Linked DNA regions of Triticum aestivum: region 2 is linked to region 1. The links are chromatin contacts, called in public Hi-C maps. All regions are on one chromosome and are shown on one strand. Each heading gives the region's core, a stretch centred on a gene start, on an enhancer-like site or on the middle of the called end of the contact. The rest is flanking DNA. Distances are from core to core; before and after follow the strand shown.

What was found. A called contact is a pair of places that touch in the nucleus more often than the background predicts.
Region 2: a contact with region 1 is called in a Hi-C map of leaf, with 4 times the contacts expected there. The contact joins the promoter of LOC123105608 here to the promoter of LOC123105606 in region 1. A contact is called at or near these places in 3 of 5 Hi-C or Micro-C datasets (all in leaf).

What each region holds. Positions count from the first base shown.
Region 1 is chr5A:647,495,350-647,500,969 of IWGSC CS RefSeq v2.1, reverse strand. LOC123105606 (probable methylenetetrahydrofolate reductase) reads left to right here and starts at 2,404. Exons shown (of 12, transcript XM_044527696.1): 1 at 2,404-2,715; 2 at 3,768-3,950; 3 at 4,098-4,158; 4 at 4,246-4,328; 5 at 4,522-4,695; 6 at 5,138-5,311; 7 at 5,385-5,485; 8 at 5,579-5,620. The coding sequence starts at 2,497.
Region 2 is chr5A:647,713,477-647,719,449 of IWGSC CS RefSeq v2.1, reverse strand. It overlaps LOC123105608 (KH domain-containing protein SPIN1), which reads right to left and starts at 2,870. Exons shown (of 7, transcript XM_044527698.1): 1 at 2,563-2,870; 2 at 2,286-2,374; 3 at 878-1,029; 4 at 406-522; 5 at 191-307. The coding sequence starts at 2,645.

The DNA of each region.
Region 1 (5,620 bases), core at 1,155-3,654:
AATGATTTTTTTGGTTTTTGTTGATCGCTTACAAGGGATTTCTATCTCAAGAAATGAGGAGGTGCGGCGTTGGTTTAATATTTTTTAATGATGATTACTACTTGTTTTGAAAAAAAAACGATGGAAGAGGGCATGTATCAATGCGAAGAGTAGAAGCCAAGCCAACAAACTCATTTTAACAGTAGAGATATGCCATTCTAAACCTACATCGCGAAGGCCTCTAGTGGCATCCCTCGATACACGCCACTCATTACACCTCGAGCTCTATGAATGAAAAGTGGGGGGCGGGGGGAGTTCGGACCAAGAAAGCAAATGGCATCAAACATGCCAAGATCAATGTGCTAAAATTTGTTATACTTCCCTGTGTTTTGGCTTTGCTACAATGAGAATTTGAGTTTAATTCAGACGTACTCGTCGGTCTCATAATATAAGATCGAGGTTGCAAAGCGATCTTATAGGAGGGAGTAGCTTTCTTGCAAAACTGAGATTGTTGTCACGATGGCGCCACCCATTCCATTGTAGCTGAGCTGGACGAGTCGGCAGGAGTGGCCCTGTCCTCACATCTCTATTTTTTTCCTTTGTTTTTCTCTCGATTAATTGTGTCCACGTGTTACACGATCTCTGATGCTCCGGTAATATCAAAGCTTTTACGTAGTACATGGAAACACTCGCAAAAATCAGTGGCAATTCAATTACATACATATGGCAGGTTCCACTCAATTCTCCTTTTGAATTGCTATACATTGTTTTGAATCTCCATCTCCAGGGGAGAAGATGACAAGAAGAGGCGAATCGAGATTGTTGTCACGATGGCGCCACCCCATTCCATTTTTGTGGAGTTGGGCGAGTCGGCAGGAGTGCTCTTGTCCTCATCTTTTCTTCTTTTTTTGTTTTTCGAAAACACTAACGTTCATACGTGTAGTAGTTTTGTAACTCGCCCACACACGTAGATCATCGTCCAGTGCAATTTACATGAATCTTGACACATTGAGGCAGAATTTGCATGTCACATAGGACGGGCTTGCTGTGTGGGTGTTGGAGGGTTTGTCCACACGCTCGCACCACGCTGTTTGCCAGCTGCGCTGTGTGGTCGAACTAGTTTCTGCCCACACAACCACCATCTAGTCCATGCGCGTGTGGGCGAACTGCTTTTCACCCACACGATACTCCTACGTTGTGGATGACAACTGCAGTTACGCGAACGTGGCAACTAGGTAAACAGACATGACAACTGTGATTCTTTGCTAGAGGGCAAGTGCATTTGCGCGTACGTGGCAACCAGATAAACACACATGACATCTATGATTAGCCATACATGGCAACTATGGTTGGACCATACGTGACAACTAGGTAAACACACATGGCAACTAGGTAAATACATATGGCAACTACTGTTTGACCATATGTGGCAAGTAGTTAATCACACACGGCAACTACGGTTTGATTACACACGACAACTACCATAAATTAGACCCCGCAAAAAAAACTACCATAAATTAGACATGGCAACTATAGTTAACCAAAACAGATAGAGCTGCCATGCTTTTACAACTACACTTGTCATTTCGGATAACTACATCTGCCAACCAAGATGGCAACTAAATCGTCATCCCGCGGGTACCTAACGTAGCTGCGCCAGGACGTGTGGGCATTTTTGCTTCGTGTCATACGCGCGGGGTGGAGATAAGTAGTACTTGTTGGGCATGTGGCATGAAATAACCGCGCCCACGTGTGTGGGCAATTCTAATGTCCGTCCACACACAGCCCGTGTGGGCTGTCTCCTGCTCACACCACACACGGTGTGTGGGCGCATGTCGAATATACCACACGTGTGGCAGCTATCGTCGTCTTTTGTTTTTCTCTTGGATTATTATGGCCACGTGTTGCACAACTTCTGGTGATCCGATAATGTCGAAACTTTTTACGTACATGGAAACACCCCCAAAATTCAGTGGCAATTCAATCACATATGGCAAGCTCCACTCAATTTTCCTTTTTACATGTGTCACCGGATCGCCAAATCAGCGGAAGTCCACAGCGCTCGTGGAAGAATCCCACGAGAATCAATCGTAGGTAGACATTTCGCTGCCTACCACTCCAAACCCATTAAGTCGCGGACCCACATGCTAGTGACGGCGGGGCAGATTTCTAAACCCGGCTTGGCAGTGGTCAGTGTCGTGCCCACACATTTGGGTTGGTGCAGGACAGCGACGCCGGGGGACCGTCCACCCGCCCCACCACAACATCCCTGCACCCGTCCCACAAGCGCCACACGTAACCACCTTCGCGCATACAACCGGGCCCCACCGGGCAGCGGGCGGGCCACACTGGTGCGCCGCGCCCATCCAGCGGGAGTGGTTGGTGGAGTCAGATCTCCTATAAACCCACTCGCCACCAGCCGCTACCCCTCGTCCACCCGCCCGCCCGCCCGCCGCGACGCCATTAGCAGAGCCAGAGCAGTGGGGGAGAAGGTTCTAGAGGAAGAGGAAGAGGAAGATGAAGGTGATCGAGAAGATCCAGGAGGCGGCGGCGAATGGCCGGACCGTCTTCTCCTTCGAGTACTTCCCGCCCAAGACGGAGGAGGGCGTGGAGAACCTCTTCGAGCGGATGGACCGCATGGTGGCGCACGGCCCCAACTTCTGCGACATCACCTGGGGCGCCGGCGGATCCACCGCCGACGTCACCCTCGACATCGCCAACCGCATGCAGAACATGGTACGCACGTCTCCCTCGCCCCGTCAACTGCCGCCTGCTGCGCCCGCCCGCCCGCCCGCGCGCGATCTGATCTGATCCGCTCTGCTCTGCTCTGTTTCGGCGCGCCTTCCGCCCGCGAGATATGCCGGGTTCGATTCGTTTGCTTGGCTGGTTTGATCCGGCTCGGATTTAGGCGCAATGCGACACTGTAATTCGTGAAGGGGGTGCTGGGAAGCATGTTCGGTTTTGGGATGACCGGATTTGCTTAATTCCGCGAATTGTCGCTTCGTCTCCATAGAGTTCGACGGGTTAGTAATTAGTTTAGATTGCTTTTACTCCAAGTTCAAAGTTAACGGACGCATTTGGTGCTAACAGCTGATTTAGGGTGAAATGGAACTGGTGCCAAGTAGGAGTTCATCTGCTTCCATGTCGTCTAGTTACTGATTATGTTTAAGAGAGAATTATTGCTTACTTGCTTTCTGAGTTTAAGAGACAATTATTGCTAACTTATGCCTCAACGTGAGCAGGGGAGTGTTATAGACATGGTATATTATTATTTTTTATGCTTGTATAATGCTTAGTTCAACGCACATTTAAGCTATGGAACGGTAGGGGTTTTATTGAGATTAGTAATTTTGATGAGCTGGGCCACATTGACTCACTGAGTTCATCCATTCTGACTCGGTCAACACTCTCAGTAAGGGGCTTGTTGCTTACTTGCTTTCTGAGTTTTTCTGGGATGAGTCTTGATAGGATTTCCTGTCTGGGTTTCATGGCATCGTGGTCTGAATTTCTTATGTCATGTGCTCAATGTTGGGTGTATCTGGGGACAGAGAAATGTGCCAACATGTTGTTTTTAAACAAGTAGTGACCGTTGTTTTTAAACAAGTTTGGAAGAAGACACTCATTTGATAGTATTAAAGTTTACTACGAACATTCTGTCATGCCAATATGTTGCTCTGGATAATTTCAAATTAATTTCCGAAGCTTCTTTTAAATTTCCAATGATTCTTTGCATTGCTGCCATAAATATTGTCGGTGACTTCTAACATTTCAATGTTATTATTTTGCAGGTATGTGTGGAAACGATGATGCACTTGACATGCACCAACATGCCAGTGGAGAAGATCGATAATGCTTTGGATACCATCAAGTCCAATGGGATTCAAAATGTTCTGGCACTTCGAGGAGATCCTCCACATGGCCAGGACAAATTTGTTCAAGTTGCTGGTGGATTTTCTTGTGCTCTAGATCTGGTAAGCACCTCTTCTTCCAACAGATGGAATGTAATTAAGTCTTATTACATTGGAGAGGCATGGACATGATGGCAAGCTGATTGCTGTTGCTTGTGATATCTAGGATTTCAGATGTTAGTCCTGATGCCTTCTGTTTTCCAATTGCAGGTGGAGCACATTAAAGCCAAGTATGGTGATTACTTTGGCATAACTGTCGCTGGCTATCCAGGTTAGCAACACTTAGCTTCTCTCTACAGTCGGTGGACGGTTTCAATGTTACAAATTATAATTGTTATTTCTGTTTTTCAAATGTCAGAGGCACACCCTGAGGTAATACTAGGCGAGGAAGGTGCTACGGAGGAAGCATATAGCAAAGATCTTGCTTACTTGAAGAGAAAGGTTCTCATCAATCTTGTTGGTTCTTGTAGTTGAAAATGAAAACTGTATGGTTGTTAACTCTCTTGATCGATGCCTGGACAAGATTCTATGCAAGGCCATGTCCTAATGATGTAACCTGTTGCATACCCTATGTACTTGTTGAGCATAAAATTGCTCTTTGTCAGCTTCATTCTCAATCTACATTTCTCTGCAGGTTGATGCTGGTGCTGACGTTATAGTCACCCAGCTTTTCTATGATACCGATATCTTTCTCAAGTTTGTGAACGACTGCCGTCAGATTGGTATAACCTGCCCTATCGTTCCTGGCATAATGCCAATAAATAACTACAAAGGATTTGTGCGCATGACTGGATTCTGCAAAACTAAGGTACGGTGTGTTGCTGTAGCTCCATCACAAGTAATGACATGGATGAAAGTGTATCTGGTCTGTCCCCCCTTTGGATTCACATCTTTCCCCAAAACACAAGGCAAATTGGTTTATTTGGTCATTATATAAAATTACAGGGCCGAAAAAAAGACATGTTTTAGGTAATAGTACCTTCATTATCTCCCTTTTGTGCTATATTGACTGTGTATCAATATAGCACCCTTGCTCTCGTTTCTTTGGAATTTTCCATGGCCATTTGCACCGTATTTTGAACTGGGATTCATGGGAGCACCTGAAGGTGTGGATTGCTTCTGATACACCTTTTTTCTGGAGATAATCCAACAAACATCGAACATATAAAATATATAGAATTTTATTTTTATTCATTTACTGAATTTCGGATTGTGGTACTAACAGAATGCCACTTCAAATGTAAAAACAGATTCCAGCTGAGATTACTGCTGCCTTGGATCCTATTAAAGACAATGAGGAGGCTGTGAAAGCATATGGAATCCACCTTGGTACTGAGATGTGCAAGAAAATTTTGGCTAGTGGGATCAAGACTTTGCACCTGTACACACTAAACATGGAGAAGACTGCTTTAGCAATTCTGATGGTGATTTCCTTGTCTTGCTTGATTTAATTGTTTTTTTTCTGACAAGTTTCTAACGGTTAATTTTTTTTCCCAGAATCTTGGCTTAATAGAGGAGTCCAAGCTTTCAAGAACATTACCTTGGAGGCCACCAACTAATGTTTTCCGTGTCAAAGAGGATGTTCGCCCTATATTCTGGTATTTTTTTCTGAATTTTTCTTTGTGAAAGCTGATTGAGTATTAGTACTACACATATACTCATTCAGTCTTGTCTATGATATAATTGAGCAGGGCCAACAGACCAAAGAGTTACATTTCAAGGACCACTGGTTG
Region 2 (5,973 bases), core at 1,621-4,120, 220 kb before region 1:
CATAATCATCCAATGGGGTTATGAACAGGTTGTGAAAAGCCAAACATGGTGATGGATGAGATCCGTAGAACTGGAAGACGATTCCAGTAAACTTACTCAACTTAGTATGCAACCCAATTTGCAGACTTCAGAAAAAAATGTATAATTTAACTTCAGGGGGTGCAGATCAAACATTGCGAACTTTGGTTACCTTCCCTGGATCTTTGATGGAACCCTTTCCTCTGATGAAAACGCGACAACCAGTAGATGCTTCTACCCGCTTTAGAGAATTGCCTCTAGGTCCTAGAATACGTCCCACAAAATTGAACTGCCGTGAAAGCAAAAGTTATATCAGCAAAGGAATAAAAAATGGATCAATCATCATTCTGTGTAAAAATAAAATTGCACAAGTTAGAGGCAGCGTACACTCGGATAAGAATCAACTGGGACCTCCAAGCGTAGAATCTTCTTCATGACATGAGAGCTAGGGCTTGGTGGCGCTCCTTGCCAATCCATACTATTTCCTTGAGGAAAACCTAACCTCTTTTGAATAGTTCAAAATGGCAAAGCACAAACGATTCATCAGTATCGTTTCATGAAATAAAAATATTTGGAAGAATGTGCACAACATGAATAACAGACAATATTTTCCACCAAAAAAACCCACATTTACATTGTATTATGAATTTTATATATCATAGTATCATATTGCAGACCCAAAAAGTTTACTATAACTTATGTACCGACAGGGTCCATTTTATAGATAATAATGGCTAAAACTCTCACAGTGAAAGCATGTACCTTCTGGAGTATAAAGGTGCAATAGCGTGATCTACTGGATTGGAAACATATTTTATTTCTTCCTTAACAAATAAATATGTAATGAATGAATGTCTACCTCTTGGTGCAGTCCATTCCAAGGACTAAACCCATTGCCAGAGAGATTGGATCTTGGATTTGGTGAAGACATTGGACTAGGACTTCTGAATCGATGTCTATCGAAATCACTGAATCCAGGGTTGTGGGCAGAGTTTGACACCCGCATAATCTCTGAGTAACAAGAAGGTCAGGTGAGAATTTAGATCAAAAGAAATGGATAAGCTATTGATTACAAACAGAATTTTGTACATCGATGTTAGGTTATTTTTCGCAACCAAGACACGATATAATCATACAATGGATAAACACTGACTGGACAAAGGCAGATATCAAAAAGCATATGCACATAGGAACCAGATCCAAGATATTCGTATGATCATTCACAGTAGGTCCATAACACAAACCATTCCTTTTTCAATCCTCATAAAAACATCAACCGTTCCTTAGATATACTTATCTAATATACATACAACATGCTGATGGCCAGCGTATAGTTCGTTCTACAGGCTGGTCTAACCAAGAGACATTAGAGTGTGATGCAGTCGATGTAAAATTTGATCAAACACCACCATTTAAACAAAAGAATTCTTGATAGCCTCACTGAAGATAGTGAATCCCTCAGGCTAATATGTGAGATAAAGAAAATCCCATAAATCATGATCCAAGCATGTGTGCTGCACGCAGAAAAAAGAGTCAGACGGTCTAAGCATGCCCTATAGAAAGAGGCTGAGTATCAAGTGAAGTATTCCTATAATCAGCCCAGTTTGCAGAAGAACTTCATAGTTATATCAAAAGATGTTTATATGTAGTGAGGCTGGAAATGAGCAAGGCCGCAGGATATCTCAACAACTCTTTGGTTGATAATGTCATTGATTTATTTGACAGCGATATATATGCCGACGTTCATATACAGCATTTAGTGTTGTCCAGTGTATATACAATCCACAAACTTAAGCACTGCTTTTTACATGGTACAGTTAAGATGAACCCTAGATCAGACATATGGTTCTCACCAATGGTGGGATGATTTGCTAAGATACCAGACAAGTTTCCAACAGCAATCGACCACCATATGCCAGTCAAGAAGAAGATTGATCTACCTCATTGCAAACATAGATTGCAACAGAAGGATTGATCAACATTACCGCGCATAACTGCAATCATCTAATTCTCGCCCCGACGAATGAAAACATCGCAGTATGTATAAAATGAAAACAGTGTCATCCAAGCAGTGAATGCACCAGAGACCATACAACCAGGCAGCAACAACCAATGCCATCTAATCTAAAGTGGGCAGTATCCAAGCCCTGCAGCCATGTACTTCCGTATCCATGGTTGCAGAGGAACACCACTCCCGTGCATAAACAGAGGAAAATCACATCAGCCTGCAGACAAAACAGTAAAAAGGGGAGATCAGGAGATCTCACCTTGGCTCAGCAGCTTGCTGCATATGGGCAGCACCTGCATGAAAGGCCCCAGCTTCTGGTGCTCGGCGAGCAGCTCGGCCAAGTACTGGCTGCACAAAACCATTAATTACAGAGCAATCACATCACCATCTCCATTCACCCATCAAAGCGACCAAACCCAACAGGAAGAAAAGAAAACACAGCGCACGATAATAATAAATAAAAAACCAATCTTGCCACCACGAATTGGCCAAGAAACAAGCAAAGAAACCAAGAAAAATCCGTGCGCCGCCTCTACCTATCGACATCTGGGTTGCTTCTAATCTGGGGGGATAGGTTCCTGGAAGGGGAGAACCCCTGCTGGCCGTACAGCCCGGACATGGCGGCGGCGGGCGGCGGCGGCCGCTCCCGCTCCGGAGAGGCGGAGACACAGGGCGCCGCAGCCGAGGCCGAGGCGGGGTGGTGGCGGTGGTGTGTGGGTGGGGTGGCAGGGAGAGGAGAGGAGAGGAGAGGTGGAAAGGCTCGCTGCTTTAGGGTGCGTGCAGTCTGCAGCGGCAGCAGCCAGCGTAGGGGGGGAGAGAGAGAGAGGGGGGGAGGTGTTGGGGGCTGCCGCTCTGGAACCCTTTTCTCTCTCTAGAGCTGGCCTCCCCCGCTAGGTTGCAACGCGCCAGCACGGCACCCCCCGTTGGAAAGGCTTTATCAAAAGCCACAATTTCCTCACAACAATAAAATGGGTGAGGAAAATAGGTCTTTTCGATTTTTTGTGAGTCACATCGTGTCTGTGTCTGGACTCTGCATGACAACACCAAGTTTTCTCTGGTTTATGTGAAACCGTTTTATTCTTTCCGCGAAAGGTTCAGGCGGTGCAGCTGTTGCCGCGGTTTTCGTAATTTGTTTTCGTCGTGCCGATGAATTTATTTTTCATATTTAAAATAAGGCATAATACCACTGAAAAAGGTTCTTCGTTATATTCTAAATCAACGGCGTCGTTTTAATAGACACCTGTAGTTTCGCGGTTTATCCGGAAATCATTTTCTCCTTTAAAAGGTCTACGGAACGTCTGGGTGGTGTAGCCACTTCCACGTGTATCACGACACGTCAACAAAATCGCTCCCGGGACGTAAAGATAGAAGCACTGCTGGAAAAATATGTTTACCTATCTAATCTTGATTTTTGCTAGTTTTTTTATAGGAAACTGTGGTGTTGCTATTTTTATAGATCACACCTAAAAAGAATATATTTTGCATATAGTATTTTGGTTATTTTTGCCACCATATGTGAAGATTTTGTTTTTCATATGTATAGTTTAGGAGTTCCTATGGAAGAATGACACGCAAAGACATATATACATGATTACAGTTACATGCATATGTGAAATTTTCAAACATGTAGAACTCTTGTTCCATCACCCCAAAAAAAAAGAATTAGTCAATGTGGCACATAGACTTTGTCATCCCAGGGAAAATGATGTCTTTACATAGTTGTACTCCTTTCTTGTGGATATGGATGCACAAGCTTATTGATCACGACATATATGTTTCAAAATAAACATGTGTTACCTATTTAATAAATACCCCAAAATAAGTTTTTCTTTAATTTATCATGGTTATCATTCATTAAATATTTTAACGCGTAGAATCACATCCTTTCATTTATAACTAGAGTGTTATTATGTCCAACCTGTATTTCCCTGCAAGCCCTTTGAGACAAATATGCAGCAACCAAAATCTACTAATTAATTCCCTGCAATAAATCTACTAATTAATTTCCTTTGTTAGTGCAGGAAAGTAAAATGTGGTTGTCCAGCTGTCAACAGCTAGAATACCTATTGTTTTAATGTGCTCAAAACTATGGAAATACAGAAAGAATTAGCATCTAATAAACATGAGACACATGTTAGTGGGGCCCCGCTCCCTCTCAAGTGTAGTGATCGAATGCCTGGCAAATTTGGGCAAGCCAAAAATCCCCATGTCACACTCGTTCTTCCAAACTGTCCATTTCGTCACTAGGGTCAGTTTTTCCCCCAAACCTAAATTTAACTCCCCATCCAACATGCAGGTGGCTCTTTTATTATCTCCCAAAAAATTTGGCTTTCACGCATTTAGTGGGCACGGCCCCCCTTAGCGACCAGGACCGTACACATATACAAATTAAAAAAATACACATGTAAATTGTAATAGCTCACATTCATGAATAGGTGTGTATTTGTCCAAGCACGCGACAGGAACACTTTCAAATCACTGTTCGAGCTGCTAACCTTGTGTCCAGCAGCGGCCCACGAATTGGCTCCGTCCACCCGTATTTCGTGATGCTGCTGTTTCCCGTATGGGATCGTCGGCGGTTGGTATGGGATCGTCAACATGGCCGTCGCCGTCGGCGCACAGGCTAGAGCAAGTTCGGCCTTATCGCCAACACACAGGGGATCACTGGCGTGTTCGAGCTAGTCGTCGTGCGGCGGGTACTGTTTGTATACATCGTAATTACGATCGACGACGACGACGGATTACATTGCACCGACCCAGCGCGAACAAATTAGAAAAATAACTAGAGAATTAATGGGACGGTGCTAGAATAAACACAAGGTGTCGTATTCGGTTTCAGGTATTTTTTTGACATCTAGACCCGCTCTCGAATGCTGCGGACGAAAACCCGTGGTAGTTATCGGAGGCTTTTGAAAGTGAATGGTTTCTTTTCCTTTTAGCATAGCATAACCAGAGTTGCCGACGAACACGCACATACACTCGTCTCTGTGACGCGCGCACGCACGTCCTGCCTCTGTGAGAATAGTTTCTTTGTTAGATTTTTCTAGATTTACCCCCGCAAAAAAATCTAGATTTAAATAAGTCCACGAATGACCGTCCGGAGAAAAACTCAACGGATAGTTTACATGCTCCATGTGTTTAATAAGAAATAAAAATCAGATGACTCATGAATCGGGAAAGTGTCCTTCTCGCGAGCTCATATGCATCCTCACTGATCAATAAATTCGACAAAAAATAGTAAAAACAAACATTAAAAAATGTTCTACATGCGTGCAAAGTTTCATGGATAAAAGATGTTCCGAAATGCCCCCTAAAAAACAAAATCGATGCTCCAAAATGCGTTTAAAAACGAACTTTTGGAGCATCAATTTTGTATTTTAGGAAGCATTTCGGAATATTGTTTCTTCAAGAAAATTTTCACACATGCATGTTGAGAGTTTGTCAATGTTTGCGCCCCCCCCCCCCCCAAAAAAAACTCAGTTTTTTATTTTAAACTATTTTTTTAAGATTTTACTGTTCACAGGGAGCATATGAGCTCGTGAGCACAAACTTCATGTCCTACGAACCGGTGGTTACAAAAAGATAATGTGTCGTATTCGATCTCAAGTATCAATTTGTATCCACGGCCACTCTTGAGTGCAATAGTTGAAAACCAATCAAATCGCTTGCTCGGATTGCAAGAGGTTTTACCGTGTCCAATGGTGATCTTTTTCCCTACTAATTCAACAAATAATCATCATGCTCAATCTTCTTAGAAAATTGACATGCTCCATATTTTAAAAATAATGTGTTCTCCTACTTTACCACGTAACGTTTGAGCTTGCATTAATAAGCTTGGTACTTCGACGCCCGAAGGATTTGAATGCATTTTTGAATTTTTGTAAGGGTATTTTCTTAAGGGTTCGTGTTTTGTAATATAGCAAATGGTCCACACGTTGTTGCGAAAT